Regions from separate parts of the Sus scrofa genome. Here region 1 is linked to region 2. The links are chromatin contacts, called in public HiChIP or PLAC-seq maps. All regions are on one chromosome and are shown on one strand. The core of a region is the stretch at or near the end of the contact, and the rest is flanking DNA. Distances in the headings are between cores, read along the strand shown. Region 1 has its middle 32 kb from the start of BHLHE40. Region 2 overlaps LOC106505661 (a long non-coding RNA gene).

Region 1 (5,398 bases), core at 1,822-4,321, 160 kb after region 2:
CAGAAAACCCAAATCATTTGGCCAGCATTTGGGGGGCAGACTGTTCTCTTGGATGCAAAGAGGGCCCTTGTGGTCCAGGGAGAACAGAAGCAGGAGGCTATAATGAATGCCTTCATAAGGCGACCTTAAAATGCTTTCAGCTGTGGGCAGGCAACACAAACCACCCCACCCCCACCCCCATTGCACAGCCTTTCCCAGGCCAGTTCATTTATCCTGTGTGCATTACTTTTCAAAGTTAAACTTAATTCACATTTTTCCATGATCATTGATATTTTCAAACATGTTGAGAATGGAAGAAAACAGTAGAGAGAACTTCCAACCAATACCCAGCTTCAAGAATGATCAGTTTATGGACAATTTGCTTTATATAAATCTTCTCCCCAAACTGAGTTAGTTTCAATCAAACTCCAGATGACATAGCATGTTATTTGCAAATGCTTCCATTGGCTACTCCCTTTCAAAACACAAGTAATCCATATTCCTTAGAGGGGGTGGAAATGTTTTTACTTTAAAAAGAAAGAAAATGGCACATAACCCAATCAATTCGTATTGATTTCAGTGGAGTTCACTCTATGGAAAGGAATCAACTCAGACTGGGTTTGAATCTTATGTTTTTGCATGACCCTGGGCAAGGTGCCCACCTTGCCTCTCCTCGTAGCCTCAGCTACCATGACTTTAAAATGGGTAGAAGCAGTGTGTTTGTCTCCTCAAGGATTGTTATAAGGGGGAGAGAGGCGATTGCTGCCATCTGGTGCCTAGCCCATGGGAAGTGCTCACTGCAGGCTGGGACAGTTAGCATGGACTTCAGGATCCTGCTTAAGACCTATGATGTGCTTGGCACTGGCACTCTGCAGAAGGCATAGCATCAGAGCAGAATTGCTCAGGAAGGGAGGTGGCCTGTGTGGGTGGGAACACTTCTGCTTGCCCGTGGGGGTTTGGAATCTCAGATCCCTGGGCTCATCCCTGTCATGTGATCAGGTGACTTTCTCCTGAGAATTGTACAACCTTGGCTCTGGAAGGAAGGGAAGGGGAAGGGTGAAAAAGAAGATGTGGTCTAACCGCCTCAACTTGATGAATGGGAACACGGAGGTTTGGTTGGTGAAACCACTCAGACCCAAGAGCTAGGAGCAGCAAAGCTAGGACCAGAGGCCAGATTTCAACTTGGTTTTCTCATTGGTAAAATGGGTAGGCTGAAAGCATGGGGAATGCCCACTCTCATTAGAGGCTGAAGGTACAGCAGGTACTGGTCAAAAAGTCAAAAGGCCACTGAGCTGTTTATTCTGTTGGGATGAGGACAGTTTCTAAGAATCAGGGCCATGGGTTTTCTCCCAGGAGAGTTTTGAAAGCAGAGTTTGCAGGGACCTCTGTCCTTAGAGACAGGAGGTCACAGCTGAGGTATTGGGCCAGATGCAAACACTTCCCTCTCTGTTCTTGTTAATGCTGATAAAAAGAGTTTCCTTCCGCATTCTCAGGACCAGCTCCTCACCCCTCGGCCGCTAGCCGATTCAGTCACCCGTCCCCCACTGCTTGTCACACTATCCTCCCACCACCTCCACTCTCTCACCGACCTGGACTTGACCTTGCCCTAGACTGTCCTTTGACAGGATTTAGGGCCACTTGCCTCTCCTCACCTCCGCCAGTTCCTTCTCCTCTTTCTTACCCTGGTGGGTTCGTGTTTCACTTCTCCCCCACCCCAGGGGACAGAGCGTGGAGGCAGAGAGGGCAAGCACCTTATTTCTGGCAGCTGTGGGGGGCCTCAGTGGCAGGAGTTGTCTAGTTATGGGTCTGCTGTCAGGCACGCCTCTCCACCTGGCCGGCTTGGGGTTTCCTCTTTTGCACCCTGGGGAGAGTCTCATCTGTTTCATGGGGCTGCGGGTGGAAACTGATGATCATGGTTAACACGCACTGAGCCTCTCCTTAACTTCTTGTCAGGGTCAGCCTGGGATGGATCTCATGGAAACCTAATGAGAACTTTTGTTTTACACCCAGAAAAACAAGCTCAGAGAGATGAAGCTGTTTGCCCAGGATCACACAGGAATCGAGGGGTGGAGGCAGGATTAGAACCCAGGTCCTGGGCCTTCAGAACATGAGCTCTTAACCACATCACCACACCATCTTCCTGAAAAGTAACATCTGTACGATGCACATGGAACTACCAGCCACAGAAGCTACAGAATTTCCAAACATGAACACTTTCCCTCCATTCGCACCCCCTCTCAGATTTGAATGACAGCTGCAGACTCGATGCTCCCACCCCCCCAACCCCTCGCCACTATCTTATTTCACAGTGGGGGCTGGGGTGGGATGACGCCCCTAGTCTGTTCTCTTATACTTTTACTGGTACTATTCCCTTGCACTGACGATAGAAATGGCAGCTCAGAGAGGTTAAGGATCTGGGCAGGGTCACACAACTAGTCAGGAGCTGCAAGGAGATTTGCAAGGTTTTTTTTTTTTGGTTGCTTTCTTGGCCACACCCATGACATGTGCATATGGAGGTTCCCAGACCAGGGATCAAACCTGTGCCACAGCAGCAACCAGAGCCACTGCAATGACAATGACAATGCCAGATGCTTACCCACTGCACCACTAGGGAACTCCAAAGCAGGCAGATTTGAGTGCATGCTAATTCATTCAGTTATCGAGCACCTACTGTATACCAGCCTTCATGTCATGTGCTAGGTATGCTGTGGGGTCCACAACAGGACTCCTGGCCTCTCAGGGCTTGCAAGTGAAAGGAGGTGGCTGATAAACTGCTTAGTGACAGACCTTACAGCTCCTTACAGCTAGGCTGATCCTGCTCTACAGGGTTGTCTTCCTTGCACTGTTGACATTGAAACAAACACTTGCAGCTGGCTCACCATTAATGGCCCGGTCCAATGGAGCCAGAGGAGCAAAAGGGCTGGGAACTAGATCCTGTGGCCACAAGTCATATGGAGGGAATGTGAATGGCCTGCCTGGCCCCTGCTGCCTTGTCGTTCCTGATAACACCCAGCAGCTGCTGCCAGCCCTGTGGGCGAGAGGCCCCCCGGGGCTGGCAGGGCCTGGGTGGGGCCGTGACTCACCACCACCAGCCGAGCTCTGTCTGAACACTTCCCCTCCAGTGGCCAAAACACCCACTTGGAAACCAAGGTGAAAAGAGGGTGGGGCCCAGGCTGGGATTTGAGCTTGAACATCTGCACTCTGTGGTCCTGCTCTCTAGGGGTCTTCTCCTCCTCCATTCCTCAAGAAGTGTGTGCTCTTCCCAAGAATAGCCTATCAGGAGGTTGCCTGAGCCTGAAGGTGTTGAAGTCTCACTGTGAATTTTTAAAACTCTGTGTCACCCCTTCCCTTCTTTGCACTCCTCTCTCAGCTACTCCTCCCTGGGCCACCAAGGGCTCCTGTTTAGTTTCCCTTCTCCTCTCTCTCCCCTTTTCTGTGCTTTCCTCATAATTCTCCACTCACTTTACTGGGAAGAATCACTTTCTCACAGCCTCTTGCTTTTCTGCACTTTTAGTCATTAAGAAAGAGTTGCCTTTTCCCTTGGGGTCAAAAGAATATTCCTAGACTATCCTCTCCCTTCCAGACATTTGTTTCAAGTGCTGGGATCATGCACGTTGGTGGGATTACTTTAGTGATAGATGTAGTCTAGTTACCCTCCTCTTGCCAGACAGCAAGATGCACCATTCGTCCTACCTACCTGTCCATCTCCTGTAAAGAAAAGCCAGGTGAAGACCAGCCTCCCTTTGCAGGTATGTCCACTGAGAGCCAAGACTGCCAGCCAGTTTTTTGCACCAGCACAGAGGCAAAGGCTGGAGTGTGGAGCCACCAGCCCAACCACTGAACACAGTGGGGGCCTGTGTGCCTCTGTCCACAGTGAGAGAGAGTCTAGGAAGACTGAGAGAAAGAAACAGAGACAGCTCAAGAGCAAGCCACGTAGGTACACGGAGACAAAGATGGGAGAGACAAAGAGTGAGCATAGGCTTGTGTAATAGAGAGAGAAGGAAATATGAGTCAGAAAGAAGGACAGGAGAAAAGGAGAGAGAGAGAGACTCGGGAGAGAAAGGAAAAGAAAAAAAAAAAAGAAAATTAGGAGTTTCTGTTGTGGCTCAAGGGGTTAAGAGCCTGACTAATATCCATAAGGATGTGGGTTCAATCCTTGGCTTTGCTCAGTGGATTAAGGATCCGGCACTGCCGTGAGCTGTGGTGTAGGTTGCAGGTGAGGCTCGGATCAGACATTGCTGTGGCTGTGTCATAGGCCAGCAGCTGCAGCTCCAATTTGCCCCTAGCCTGGGAACTTCCATACGCCACACCTGCAGCCCTAAAAAGCAAAAACAAACAAACAAAACCAAAAGAAAGAAAATTAAAAGAGCCACAGATATTTAGAGCCAGGAATAATCCTGAGAAATGATTTTTTTTTTTTTCTTTTAGGGCCACACCTATGGCATATGGGAGTTCCCCAACGAGGGCCATAGCAATGCTGTTATAGAGCTGGATCCTTACCCACTGAGCAAGGCCAGGGATCAAACCCACATCCTCAGAGACTCTATGTCAGGTTCTTAACATGATGAGCCACAGCAGGGACTCCAGAAGTGATTATTGATTTAGCCAACACAAATGCTTCTAGACTCACACTACCTGGGTTCCCCCTCCTACCTGCATGGTCGAGACACATTACTAACATCTCCTGCCCCAGTGTCCTCACCTACAAAATGAAGGGAACTGACCTCACAGGGTTCTCAGGGGTGCTGTATGAGCTAACATGTTAAATAACCACTCTAGAAATGTTCCTTTTTTTTTTTTTTTTTTTGTCTTTTTGTCTTTTAGGGCTGCTCCAGTGGCATATAGAGGTTCCCAGGCTAGGGGTCGAATTGGAGCTGTAGTCTCCAGCCTATGCCACAGCCACAGCCACTCGGGATCTGAATTGTGTATGAGATCTATACCACAGCTCACAGCAATGCCAGATCCTTAACCCGCTGAGCGAGGCCAGGGATTGAACCTGCATCCTCATTTATGCTAGTTGGGTTCGTTAACTACTGAGCCACGACAGGAACTCCAGAAATGTTCCTTGTTATCACTTATGGGCGTTTATGTGGCAGGAAATGTGGGAAGTGCAAAGACGTCCAGGACCTCTGCTCTAATGTTGGGGAGGGGTGTACGCTCATTTCCCCTGGGCTGTCTGGTTCCTTTGTGGTTAAAAACAGCACCCCCTTTCAGTCCCCAAAGTGTCCTCGTTTAGATGACAGGCTTGCAAAACCACCTTATTCAGGGGGCAGAGAGTGTGAGCTCACTGGGATAGGTTGAGCACTCAGATCAATCAGCTGCCTGCCTGCCTGGAAGTGACACTCCCGCAGGTAGTGCAGTGGCTGTGTTGGCTGGAAATCCAGGTTTTTATGTGAAATCATATTTTTTTCATCTTTTT
Region 2 (5,423 bases), core at 308-2,807:
TTGCTGAGTCCTAAAGCTTTAATTGATATTCCATCCTATACATTTGTTCTTAGAACTGTCTGTCTCATTCTTTTTATTTTGTTCTTTGATTCAACTTGTTTGGTTTGTTTCCAAGTCATTACTGATTGTTCTTTAATTTTACTTGGTTCTGCTTTCTGAAAATGGATGGCTTGATTTTTGCTCCTGTAAAAACTGCTCTTTCACCCTGTTTAAACATTCCCTAAGATAAATTATAAAGATAAGCAAGCATACTTTACTTGCAGGCACTAACGAGCAACTCAGTCTTTGCAGTAGCAAAATAAACGAAGCTTTACTTATATGCTAGTGAGAAATTATCTATAGCAGAAATTGACAGAACATTAAAAATCAACTATAATAAAAATTTTTTAATTATCAAGAGCTTCACAGTAAGCTAAGGAATTAACCCATTAAAAACTTAATTATAGCTTTCTGTATTATCCTACTGCAGCAGGTTGGGATAATGCATTAATGAGAAAAAGCCCGAAAGTTCTGATAGTTTATTTTAAGGCTAATCATGAGACCATTCTTCTAACCTCTGGGCTACATAGATGGAAATTTACTCCTTAGAAACTATTAAACACAAAAGGAGCATAACTACATACTTATAGAAGCAGAGTTGCATTTTGCTAAAATGTTTTCACAGATTTTAAAAAACAAAATGTGCTTGAGAGAAGACAAATTATATGACAGTAAAACTCACCTTTACACAAGACAGGATATAATAACAAAGGATGCCTACCTACTGAAGGCTCTTGAGGCAATATATTCTATCCACCAAACCACAGAGCAGGAGTGAAACTTTAATTTCAAAGTCAAGAAACTGAGCCTTAGACTGGTGAAGCAACTTGCCCAAGGACTACCTCCAGAATAAACAAAGGACTCCTAACTCAGCCAAACAGGATAGAGCTCTTTCCACCTGCTATCTCCCTTCCAGAAAAGGGCTGTAGTAGCTTATCAGGAATCAGTTTCCCATAACAGTTCTCCCTTGACAGACTTAAGCAGAATTATATTTTGTCCTATAATACAAAAGTATTTGCTTTTCTTTTTATGGCCACATCTGCAGCATATGGAAATTCCCAGGCTAGGGGCTGAATCAGAGCTGCAGCTGCAGGCCCATGCCACAGCCACAGAACTGTGGGATCCAAGCCACATCTTCGACCTACACCACAGCCCACGGCAACGCTGGATTCTTAACCCACTGAGCAAGGCCAAGGACCAAACCCGCATCCTCACAGACACTATGCTGGCTTCTTAACCCGCTAAGCAACAACAGGAACTCCTGGATTTGCTTTTATTTTCAGATCTCTTTCATAAGAGGATCTACTAGTTAGAAAGTACTGAATATGATTACTTTGTCAAGACTGAAAACTTTGTGGCAAAGATAAGAAGCTCCTAAAATCTCATCTTTTGCAACTCCAAATCTCACATGAATACTGCATTTTCAAAAGGAGAATCTGTTCTCTCAACCAGGGTGGCTTTCTCCATGTGAAAACAGTAGGTACCGACTGGCATCCTATGTTGCCACACAAGTCAACGCTGCTCTGCTCTTCCTCGTTACAGTGATCATTTGTTAACAAGCAACTAGAATGTTGGAAAACCCCCATAAAGATTTCAATTTTACAGAAAGTACCCAAAATTCCACCAGTTTTGCATCACAAAGCAGTGGTTAAAGTAAAGTTTTGAGTAAAATGCCATGTGTGTGGTTTTTGTGGGTGGCTGCAGCTCAGAACACCTCAGGCCTCATCAGTTATCTGCAGGGGAGAGCTTTATGGCAATTAAAGACTAACACGATTCTGATCATCATAATAAATGCTTTGCCATCTTTGGTATCACATACCACCTTTAGCAACTCTTATAACCTAAAGGATGGCTGAGAAACATAACTAGCCTTTGAGTCTAGACCCCCAAAACTACTAAGTTGCCAAAAAAGGCTAGTAGGTTTTTACATTTGGTCAATTCCAGCAATGCTCTTAGACTGTGGACTCTCCAATGGCTGGTGATTTAAACTCATTTGGTAAACAAATCGCTAGCTCACTAGGGTACTACATTTAAAAAAAGGAAAAAAAAAAAAAAAAAAAAAAGACAGTCTGAGGAGAAACTTAAAATACTTTAAGGTCATGACAAACCAGTGTGAAAGAGAATCCTAACACCTAGAAGCGAAACTGCATCATCCACCCAGCCTGGAAAGAAAAAAGAAAGCTTAAAAACCACTACAGAATAAGAATGCTGAGTTTGAGAAAACCCCTAAGGTGAATTCTGAACAACAACAAAAAAAGAGTCACACAACATAAGAAGTGCCTACTGTACGCAAGAACCACTAATGGAAAGAGTTTGCCAGCATTTCTGTAATGACCTCACAAAAGTTGGCTGGTCCTGCGTAAAGAATGAAACTTGAGACAATACAGGAATTTAACCTGTCCACTCCAGAACTTAATTAAGTCGATTATCTAGTCCTTTTTTTACATACTTGTCACCTATAGCATCTCACCTATAGCTTGTCAAAAGCTTTCTGCAATCATTCTTTGGAAGAAAAATAATGAAGATTCGGTATGAGACAGGGACAAGGAGACCAGAACCACACAAGGCTTGGGTGCTAATTATTAGCTTACTTTGAGCCCACATGACAGCACAGTGGGAGAAAAAGAACTGGACCTTGAGGCTCGTGAGAATCAACATACCAGCACTAGCACTTCAAAATTAGGACTTTTAAGCAAGTTCTGTAATCGTTGTGATTTTTCACACACACACAACCCCCATCTAAAGAGTGGAGACACTACCATTTCTCTGGGGACCAATGAGCTTTAAGAAAGATGATACATGGGAGTTCCCATCATGGCTCAGTGGTTAACAAATCCGACTAGGAACCATGAGGTTGTGGGTTGGAGCCCTGGCCTCGCTCAGTGGGTTAAGGATCTGGTGTTGCCATGAGCTGTGGTGGAGGTCGCAGACATGGCTCAGATCCTGAGTTGCTGTGGCTGTGGCGTAGGCCAGCAGCTACAGCTCCGGTTTGACCCCTAGCCTAGGAACCTCCATATGCCACAGCTGAGGCCCTAAAAAGACCAAAAAACCAAAAAATAGAAAGAAAGATGATATATGTCAAGTGTCTAGTATATACCCAATGCATGTTATTTCCCATTCCTTTGCAACATCATGTGCTTTTTCTCATACCTTTCAACAACCTCAGCTAAATCTGCACAACCAAAGCTACTTCTATTCTTAATAAATGGGCCTGAAGTTATTACAGTAAGATCCTAAATCCGCATATCTTAACATGACATGTTTGGGTTATATATACAGTCATTTTTAAAAACTGTATCTTTAACATTCAAATTATATTTTTACTATCAGTATGAACTAAATTCATAAAGAAAACTATTACAGAGCTTGTGACTCCTAGATAATTATTCTCATATTTGCGATGTGTTGAATTTAAGTCTGATTTCCTTTTTTAAAAATCCTCATGGAAAGACATTGTATCTTAGGGGTGATGATATACTTCCTTAGTTTATGAAGTGCTTTGACCTAGATTCTCATTTAAACCTCCCAACCCTGTTAGGCAGATATTATCCCTGACATGTGCATGGTCCTAAATTGTACCGTCTTTAACATTCAAATGCAAATTTTAGATCATATCTCACATATCTGTAAAGCCAGAACTCTCCTTAATAATTTCAAGGATCCTAAGGTGAGTGCTTACAACTTCCTAATGATTCTTTATCACTTTCCGATCCTAATCCTGAGTGCAACCTAATTCTCATCATCTCCCTGCTCTCTTTTCCACTCCACCCAGTGTAGATACAGCCTTCTCTACTCTCTGTCTCCAAAACACATTAACACCTGAGTGTTGGGAAGAGCAGATCTTTTTTGTTTGTTTTGTCTTTTTAGGGCCATGCCTGCAGCAAGAGCAGATCTTTAATAGAGGAAGATTAAAACAAATAAATAATTGCCAGATAAATACTAGAAAACCACTGAAGACTGAGAATCAGCCATCAAAGCTCTCCACCCCTTCCTCCTCTGACACTGGACTAGCCATTTCTGTGCTCATCTTGGGCCTAATGCTGGGACTCACTTTCTCTCACCACCTCTGTCCAAACAAAAGCAAAATAAATAAACAAAAGAAATGTCCCTCCAGCTTCAAGTAAAACTAAAAATTCTTGAGTCTTTATTAAGCAGAACAATTTTAGCCCCCTGGTCCCAACCCCTCGCATCCAGATTAGCCCTTTACCTTGACCAAATTGAAAAAAGACTATAATTCATTGAGTTTTCAACTCAAAGAGCTTTTATTTTTCTTAGTTATTTATTTACTTATTTATTTGCTTTTTAGGGCTGCACCTGCGGCTTATGTAAGTTCACATACTAGCGGTGGAATAGGAGCTGTAGCTGCCAGCCTACACCACAGCCACAACACCAACAAATCTGAGCCACGTCTATTACCTACACTGCACCTCATGGCAACGCCAGATCCTCAACCCACTGAGCAAGGCCAGGGGTCCAACCCACATCCTGATGGATACTAGTCAGGTTCATAACCCACTAAGCCACTAAGAGCTCCTCAAAGAGTTTTTAAAATAGCTTTTTTTTTTTCCTTCCTGATACCTCCCTATCTTAGAGAAGAAGAAATCAATTTATAAAGGTGAAGCAATTTGGCCAAACTAGAACATCAGACCTGGATTCAAAGGCAGATCATCTATCATTTCCAGTCATCTTTTGGTGTCCATGGGAATTAGTTCTGGGATCCCTGTGGACAGTAAAATCTGCAGATGTTCAAGTCCCTTATGTAAATGGTACAGCTGGCCTTCCATTTTATATACAGGATCCACATCCAAGGATTGGAGGGATGACTGTATCATATACATTCCTCTCTATGCTGATGCTTCACTATGCCAGGTGCGATACTACCAATAAGGTGCTAGGACCTCCACCTGTCCACCTGTTTGGGAAAGATCTGAAAATATAAGGTTAAGGTTCTAGGATATGCAAAGTAACAGTTCTCATGGGTAAGGGCTTTAACTAGTTCATTTCATTCAGTACCTAGCACAATTCCTGCCAATAAAGTGGCTCAAGATATCTGAAAGGAAAAAACAAAAAACACTGTGAACCTTCACTTAAACTGCTTGAGGGTTTTGGAGCCAAGGTCAATTAGGAGTCTTTCACTAAGGAAGGAATATTTAGCAGTGGTCCCAAAGGAGTTGCATACACAACAAAAGATCAGGCAGTCACTACTCTTTTTGCTGCTGACCACTTAATCGTATAACTAACCAATAATCATAATGCCTCTGGCTCCAAGAGTCTTGCTTCACAACTCAAAACCATCCCCTATCCTCCCTTTTTCTAACTAGACAACCCCAACGTTTCTTGCATCTTTCAATCCTCACCGCACATAAAGCTGTGAATGAGTTGTC

Evidence for each region. HiChIP or PLAC-seq counts read pairs in DNA pulled down with a chosen protein or histone mark.
Region 1: a contact with region 2 is called in an H3K27ac HiChIP or PLAC-seq map of alveolar macrophages. The contact joins two enhancer-like sites.

Annotation. Positions count from the first base shown.
Region 1 is chr13:61,557,025-61,562,422 of Sscrofa11.1, forward strand. No RefSeq gene overlaps it. Among named protein-coding and RNA genes, the nearest start is that of BHLHE40, 32 kb to the left of the region's middle. Within about 2 kb of position 3,072, at least 23 of the 83 cell types and tissues checked have an H3K27ac peak or open chromatin away from gene starts, as enhancers often do. A contact at or near this core is called in alveolar macrophages, where this site is marked.
Region 2 is chr13:61,400,389-61,405,811 of Sscrofa11.1, forward strand. All of the region lies in intron 7 of LOC106505661 (a long non-coding RNA gene), which reads right to left. Among named protein-coding and RNA genes, the nearest start is that of BHLHE40, 120 kb to the right of the region's middle. Within about 2 kb of position 1,558, at least 8 of the 83 cell types and tissues checked have an H3K27ac peak or open chromatin away from gene starts, as enhancers often do. A contact at or near this core is called in alveolar macrophages, where this site is marked.